Linked DNA regions of Mus musculus: region 1 is linked to region 2. Evidence: chromatin contacts called from public promoter capture Hi-C data. All regions are on one chromosome and are shown on one strand. Each heading gives the region's core, a stretch centred on a gene start, on an enhancer-like site or on the middle of the called end of the contact. The rest is flanking DNA. Distances are from core to core; before and after follow the strand shown. Region 1 holds the start of Golim4 (golgi integral membrane protein 4). Region 2 overlaps Pdcd10 (programmed cell death 10).

What was found. Promoter capture Hi-C pulls out the DNA fragments that hold promoters and counts their contacts.
Region 1: a contact with region 2 is called in a promoter capture Hi-C map of liver, with 2.4 times the contacts expected there. The contact joins the promoter of Golim4 here to the enhancer-like site in region 2. A contact is called at or near these places in 9 of 39 promoter capture datasets (the C10 cell line, the HPC-7 cell line, cranial neural crest and 4 more), 1 of 484 Hi-C or Micro-C datasets (the Ba/F3 cell line) and 1 of 9 other capture datasets (adipose tissue).

The regions. Positions count from the first base shown.
Region 1 is chr3:75,955,657-75,959,576 of GRCm38.p6, forward strand. It overlaps Golim4 (golgi integral membrane protein 4), which reads right to left and starts at 1,293. Exons shown (of 16, transcript NM_001291069.1): 1 at 456-1,293. The coding sequence starts at 642.
Region 2 is chr3:75,529,368-75,533,695 of GRCm38.p6, forward strand. It overlaps Pdcd10 (programmed cell death 10), which reads right to left. Exons shown (of 8, transcript NM_019745.4): 3 at 4,174-4,227. Among named protein-coding and RNA genes, the nearest start is that of Pdcd10, 25 kb to the right of the region's middle. Within about 2 kb of position 1,939, at least 6 of the 459 cell types and tissues checked have an H3K27ac peak or open chromatin away from gene starts, as enhancers often do.

The sequences.
Region 1 (3,920 bases), core at 43-2,542, 430 kb after region 2:
AGTCACTAGTGTATATAGTCTCTTTTTTCCCCCCTTGAAAAAGAACACGGGTTAGAAAATGTCTGCATAATTCTTTATGTCTACAAACCAAGGCTTGCCTCTTGGGAAAGGATTGGCAGATGTAGCAGAAGGGCTGTTTGCCTAGATTGCAGCTGGGCCTTTGACAAGTGCTTCGGGTAAAAGACTTGGTGTTGTATGTACCCACCAAACGCCAGGCAGGACCGTGCGCTGGTGCTGTGGATTTCAAAGATAACTCCTGGGAGGAAGCTGGAAAATCAGGATATTATCTCCCACACATACGCTCAGAAGCCAACATCCCCGCGGCCGCTCCCTCAGATGCGCCAGAAGGTCAATGAGTGGTACCTGCAAAGCCAACTAACTATCCACCAAGCTACTTTTCCAGCACCAGCACCAGCTCAGAGAGAAGTTGGCGGTGCGCTTCCCCTTAACTGTACCTTGCAACTGGGCAGAGAGAGAGTCCTGGTGCTGCTGGTACTTGAGCGCCACTGCCTCAGCTTTGCGCAGCTGCGTCTGCAGTTCCAAGTAGAGCATCGCGCCATAGAGGAAGCCGAAGACCACCGTGAGAAGCAGCAGCGTCTGGAAGATCCGCTTCTGCTTTCGGGAGCACATCCCGTTTCCCATAGTCCCTCCTGTGCCCCGCGCTGCGGCGGCGGGAGCCGTCGTGTCCTCGGTCCTCGGCTGCGTCGGACAGCTCAGCAACGGCCACCGCGAGAAGTAGCTGGACACGGCATGAGCAGAAGACGCGAGACACAAAAGCCGGACCAGAGAGGAAGAGGCGGCCGCTCAGCCCCCGCGGCCGGCTGGGCGCCAGGTCATCGACGCCACCCGGCCAGCAGCCACCAAACTTCTGCGATGTCGGATTTCCGCGAGTGGCTGGGCCCGCGTGGAGTCTCTTTGCATACTTCAGAGCCCGCTGCCCTTGCTACTGGTCCCCGCGCGCAGCCGGCTTGGTTTTCCCTACTCCCCACTTTTTGGCCTCGCTGTCCCCACCGTCAGTCCCCGCCCCTCGCGCCGGCTCCCGCTGCTGGACTTTGTCGCTACCACTGGTAGGGGACGCGCGCCCAACAAAGGGACCTGGCTCCAGGCGGCGTCCCCTTGAACGGTCCCTCGGTATTGATGAAGAGATGGGGACTGGTTGGTCTGGTCAGGTTAAGGGGGGTGGTGGGCTGGTGTCACTGATCTGGAAGCTCCAGCCGCCCGCCACCTCCCACCCAACTTACGTGTCACCCACGGCCCCGCTATCATGGCCAACGGGATTCCGGGAGGAAGTCCCACTCGGGCTCCCCGCTCATTGGGCCCGCGCAAGCCACCGCTCCCTCCTTTCGGGGAGCTAATGCTGGGCTCCATTGGACGCCAGCTTTGTCCGTCCCGCCCCGGGCCGCGCCTACCCTCTCAGCTCTGGGCAGGCTCTGAGCTCCGTGGGCCGCGCGGCCGCCTGGCGCCTGGGTGCGCCCACGTGGAGCCTGGATGGGTGCGGAGGGGTGGAGGAGCCTGGTTGGGAGGGCTAGGGACTTGTCCTGGCCTGAGGCTTGGTGATCATTGCGCATGTGTGTGCATGTATGTCCCAGCACTTGGAATGCACGTGGAGCAAGAGTACAGTGCTTATATGCACACCAACAACCGCAAAGCAACCGTGGGTGCACTCTGCTTAGCCCTGCTCATTTCTTACCCTACATAATGAGTTCAGCTTATGAACACTTTGTTCTTCTCACATTCTCTCAAGGACTGCCTACTGAGTCTTGTCCCATTAGAGGCACTAGGCTATGTGCAAAAATGGTAGAAAGTAAGCTGGGACCCTGAAGCTCACTTGACTGTCTACATGGGGTGGGGAAAGCACTTTGTTGGCAGAAGGAAAGAAATGATCTCATGTTTCCTCTGGCTGCAAATGGAATAATTTTAAAAACAAATCTTACAGGCTGAAATGAGTATGCATTCATCTTGCTGTGTGTATTTCTCTTAATGGTAGCAGAAAAAAAAATCAGTTACATTTTTAAATTACATTTTCAAGGCCAGCAAAACCCACTACGTTTAACAAAAAGTTAGACAGGCATAATAACGCCAAACCACTTCAAAGAAATCCACAGTGCATTTCTTTCTTCAATATAATCAGGGTGTGTGTGGAATTGAGGTTATGCATAAATGATAAATTTGTTTCTCCTCTTGACCTGAATTCTAAGAGAAATAAATTATTTCTGAAAAGTATCAGTTGTGCAGTGGCACTTTTACATTCTGCATATTGCATTCTACATATTTTTTTGTGATATCCTGCCCGTGTTTTAGTCATCACAATTAATTATGGGGAATGAGTGCTTTAAACGAAGGAGATCTGCTTAAACCAGATTCATTTTCAAGACAGTTCCTGTGTTGAATGTTTTTAGGTCAGTCCTGAAATCATAGGTTAACAAGAGCCACACAGGCAGACCAGGGCATTTCTCTCACTGTAAAAAATAAGTGAGACTGGTGGTATATGCACTTAGCTAATAAAAATCACATTATGTTGGTTCCAAATGCTCTTACACTGAATCTTAGCCAGGACATTCGATTTACGAGTTGGAAACAAAGAATCTAAATTTGGCCAATATGACCATAATACTTGTAGTCTCTTCTAGGTCTTGTAAAAAGATACTTCCTCACTAAAGGAGAATTTTATCAGAATCTTATCCTTTCTACCTTTTCCTTCTGTAGAAAACAAATCATGACTCCGTTTAAACATGTAACCTAAGTGTGAAACTATGCCAGACCTGGTAGGACAACCTGTAATCAGAGATACCGGGGAGATCGAGGCAACAGGATTCCAGGATCAGAATGGGCAATTGAGAGAGACCTTGTCTCAAATCAAAAGTCAAACGAGGGCTAGGGATGATGCCTTACTGTTGCAACATTTACCTAGAACACTGTAGACACTGAGTTCAATCCTCAGTCTCGGAGAAAAGAAAGAATGCTTAATTTAAAGGGAAAATGGTCTAAAGCAGCTCAAGTCTGCTTCCTGGTGATGGTGTAGCTCCCATAGTCTCCAGTCTTGTGGGATTTACCATCATTTAAGGTTTCCTCTTTCCGTTTTACTCATAGCAATTGGGAGACATTAGTGGGATTTCTTTAGAATTCCTCAGAACTAAATATGCCCATAAACGGCAAGATATCTGTAAAAATTCTCTAAGGAAATGAATTTTTTCAGCAATAATCTTAGTCTATACTTGAATATGTGATTATTCTGGGTACACACACACACTCACACACATGCGTGCACGCACGCACAGGAAATGTACAGAACAGGGAGGATGGAAAGACCACTCAGAAAATACACAGGCAAATGGATGGACCTGGAGGGTATCATCCTGAGTGAGGTAACCCAATCACAAAGGAACTCACACAATATATACTCACTGATAAGTGGATATTAGCCCAGAAACTTAAAATTCCCAAGATATAAGATACAATTTGCTAAACGCATGAAACTCAAGAAGAACGAAGACCAAAGTGTGGACACTTTGCCCCTTCTTAGAATTGGGAACAAAACATCCATGGAAGGAGTTACAGAGACAAAGTTTGGAGCTGTGTCAAAAGGTTGGACCATCTAGAGCCTGCCATATCCAAGGTTCCATCCGATAATCAGCTTCCAAACGCTGACACCATTGCATATACTAGCAAGATTTTGCTGAAAGGACCCAGATATAGCTGTCTCTTGTGAGACTATGCCAGGGCCTAGCAAACACAGAAGTGGATGCTCACAGTCAGCTTTGGATGGATCACAGGGCTCCCAATGGAGGAGCTAGAGAAAGTACCCAAGGAGCTAAAGGGATCTGCAACCCTATAGGTGGAACAATATTATGAACTAACCAGTACCCCGGAGCTCTTGACTCTAGCTGCATATGTATCAAAAGATGGCCTAGTCGGCCATC
Region 2 (4,328 bases), core at 689-3,188:
TTATTATGTGCAAACTCACAGAAGCACCCAGCATCCTTTGCCTCTCCAGTATGTCCTCTTTCAATCAACCTAACAACTATGACAAAATCTCTTTATTATATATATTACTCTTTTCATGACTACACTGAGAACTTTTAGCATATACAACATTTCATCTTAAGGAAGGGCAGTAATAATTCCTATCAAGTATTTTTGGAAGATGTGCTGTATTAGAATTAAGTGCCAGGAAATGCAAAATAAAACACTAGGGTAGCTTTTGCATTTTTAAATAAAATTGATTTATTCCCTTACCTACTTTTCTATAGAATAATTCCCATTGCCTATTTTAGGTTTATAGCAAAATATTTTGTTCAATAGTTTTTAAAGTATCACTCATTGAAAACTGATTTTCATTTATTGTTATTGGTGTGTGTGTGTCTGTGTGTGTGTGTGTATGTGTTTGTGTGTGTGTGTGTGTGTGTGTGTGTGTGTGTGTGTATGTAAAATGGGTTGCTTGGCCATAGGCAAGCACACATGTGCAAGTGTAAGTGAGTAGGCAGCTCTGGGGAGTCAGTTCTCTCCCTCCATCTTAGCATGGGCTCAGGGGATTTTGCACATCGGGTTTATTTGATAATTGCACTGATGCATGGAACCTTCTCACAGGCCCTCTATATAGTACCCTGGAAAGCTATATACAGAGCATGATAAATAATATGGAGCATGGTAAATAAATGTACATTTCTTAGGGTTCTTGAATGTTAAGGCATTAAAACCTAGCCATACCAAGATTAATTAAAAAAGGCAAATTTTACATTTTCATAGTAATTTAGCCTATTTCATTAGAAAAAAAAGAATTTAAATCACATTGAAAGTGTGTCTCTTTTAGGATGCCTGCCAATTAAATCTATATAATGCTTTTTCTTTTATCCCAATAATCATGTAATTTCCAATCATGATTCAGTGACACTCTGCTTCCTTAGTTTCAAACACAATTAATCTCTCTGACTTTGCAGTTCCATTCTAATGTCACTGAGATCCGGTTTTTTGTTTTTTGTTTTTTTTTTCTCTTTTCTGTTTCATCACTTTCTTAAAATACTCTTGTTTGTATGAGGTATCAAGTAAGAATACCTTGGAGGTTGTGAATTGAAGTGGGGAAAGGCACAAAATAAACACATGTACCTCAGTGAATGGTGGGATCACTGTACTTGTAATGCTACGCTTATCACTTTGATAAATGATTAATGAAGCATTTAAATTCTGTTTTGCCAAGGCAACTCTCAAAAGAAAAATGATTCAAATATGGTTAAATGCTCTATTATAGTCTTAGTTTCCTGAACTGCCAACAATTTTACTTGATGCTTATTTCATAACACTTGTTTATCTTCCTTGTCCAAGAAGCATTAAATCCACCTACATAATGAATTATCTTGGGGGCATGATGTTTACAGGAAATAACTGCAAAGAAACAGCTTGCTAATTAAGTTAAAGTGCTGAAAGAATTAAATCAAAGTCTGCACACAAAGTTTTTAATACTAGTTTGATTTGGCACAGCAAAAGGTCAGCACTGGAAAATGAGAAGTCTCAACGAGGCCCTGAACTCTGCCAGTTCTCAGAGCTCAGAGAGCCAAATGAAGCTTATTAAGTAGTTTAGGTAGTACAAATATCTTAGCAAAGTGGTACACCCTACTAACTCAGTTACCTCCAAAACTTTGTACACAAGTAAGGACAGCATTTTATCTCACTGCTAGTATTAATATATGTATGTATTAATGTATTAATGGGATGTCTGCATTTCCTGAGCACTGTAGTTTCTCAAACACTGGACGTAGATTGGCACAATTCTCATTTCTTTCTGCACATTGATTTTTTTCTCTTTGTGGTAATTGCTTTTAGTAGTTCCACAAAGATATGACATCATTTAAAGGAATGCAGATCAATCTAGTATGTTGAAATCACAAACTACTTCAAAAGAAGTTCATAGTGTAAACAGATGTTAAATATCACAATACTCACTTTTCTAAAACACTTCACACTGTCCACTAGGTTTGCAGGGCGGCTGGGCACAATATTTGGTTATTATGTCTTAGTGCAGTTGTTCTCAGCCTTCCTAATGCTGCGACCCTTTAATACAGTTCCTCATGTTGTGGTGACCCCAATCGTGAAATCATTTTCGTTGCTACTTCACAACTGGAATTTTGCTACTGTTATGAATCGTAGTATCAATATACTCTTAGGTGACCCTGTGAAGGGCATTCAAAAGGGTCACAACCTACAGGTTGAAAACCACTGTCTTAGTGTCTTCTAGCTAAAGTCCTGGCTAAATCTTCAAAAGCTCAAATTCAATCAATATGTCTGAAATTCTGCTCTTAGATCAGAGATGCTTTCTGCACTTGAAAGATTTCAACCAGGAACTTGATGGGTACTCAACTTTTGTGAAGACTCTAATGCAAGAGAAAAACATCCCACAGCATAAAAGCTGTTTCATAGCCAATGATTATCAATGTAGGAGATAGCACAACCTGTCTGCAGCGGACAAGAAGGACAATGTACTTCTAATCAAGCAGAATGTATATCTTAATAAAAAATTGTGACATATATTTATTTTGGGAAAATTATTAATCCTCTTTTTCTGCAAATAATATACGATGTGACTAAAAAAAACCCACTGTATAAGAAAAGAACTGGAAATATGGGTATAAAAAAGTAGTTTGGCAAAAGTTCTTTGTCATTTTCAAAAAGAAAGTTTTAAAAATTCCTTTTCATTTTCTTTAATTCTGTGGTTACAGGTAGGTATGTGCATGTGAGTGAAGGTACTCGAGTAGGCTAGAGGTATAGAGTCCCCTAGAGCTGCAGTTAGGGAAGCTTGGAAGCCTCCTGGGGTGGTGCCAGGAACTGAATTTAGGTTCTCTAGAAGAGTATTAAGTTCTTTTAACCTTTGAGCTCTCTCTCCAGGTTCTCAAAAATAAATTTAAAAACACAGAATCACCTTTCCTGCATAGCTTTCATTAGTTTTACTTGAGATCTACCTAGCTTTGATAGTTAACAATAAATCACTACTTAATATGAGATTCATGCTCCTCTTAAATAATTTTCACCATTTTTTGAATTAAGAAATATTGTGAACATGAAGCAGAATAGTATATGCCTACAGTTTCCAGTACGAGGAAGGCTGAGACCAAAGTGTCATTTGAAGGTAGAAGTTCAAGGTCAGACTTGTGTAACTTTAAGACTCAGTAGTAGATAAACAAATAAAGCAAAACAGCACTAAAACTCCAGTGCTGTGAATATTAAATGTACCCGCGGGCAAACCCAGATACGCAGGTCTGTCTTAGTCACACAACTCTATTTTTGTCAATGTCATAAGAAAATTCCTCAAGGATACATTGTTTTACCAGTTTTTTGAATATCACTAAAAGGAACAGCTACAAAAAATTTAAGCGTATTCTTAATTTAAACATTAACATATTTTGACTTAAAAAAGACATATTTTAATTAATGATGAGAATTTCCAAGTAAATAAAAATTAATTTGGGGCCACACAAACATATATGTTAGTTGAGAAAGCAGGTAACATTTTAAAACAATATGCTCAAAATGTACATTGAGTCTCTAGAGTAGAGCTAAACAACAGAAATATACCCTGAGAACAAATTCTTCTCTAGTGGTTGTGTACAGAGAAATTGTTTTTATAGTGTATAAGAAATAATACTAAGCTAGCTTCTGCTAATTTTAAAGCAATGTCACCAAACCTGTATCGTCAGGACAGGACTGTTTGAACAGTCCTACTTCCTAGAGCTCAACAAGTCACCAGTAATGAACAACAGCTCAACAGCTCTGTCTAAGGACAAGGAAGGAATGCACCTGAAAAGTCTTAACTATATTCTCAAGGTAACCTTAGTCTGTCATATATGAGGTAGATTTTATATCTCAATATTAAACTATTTGAAGTATAACTAATTTACACTTTAAAACAAGTTTTTAAGAAGTAATTAAAAAAGAATGTAAAAAATGCACATCTAAGAGAGACCATCTGAAACACCATTTGCTGTTGTTTGCCTTTTATAAGTATTCAAAGCTTTATATAATAGACCAAAGCATAAGTAATATCTAAGTAATCTAAAACTAACAACAATCACCTGGTATTTAGATTTACGTATAACAGTTTAATAAGTGTAAGAAGTGAATGTACCTCACCTTAATGAAAGCGGCTCTCAGAGTCTGAGCTGCAGACAAATTTACTCGTTCTAGCTACAATGAGAAGTTTAAAGTTATGATTAGTATAAGCGTTTTTTGGGGAAAAACATTTCTGATGTTTTGTTCTCTATTAATGATAAATCCATCAAACAATA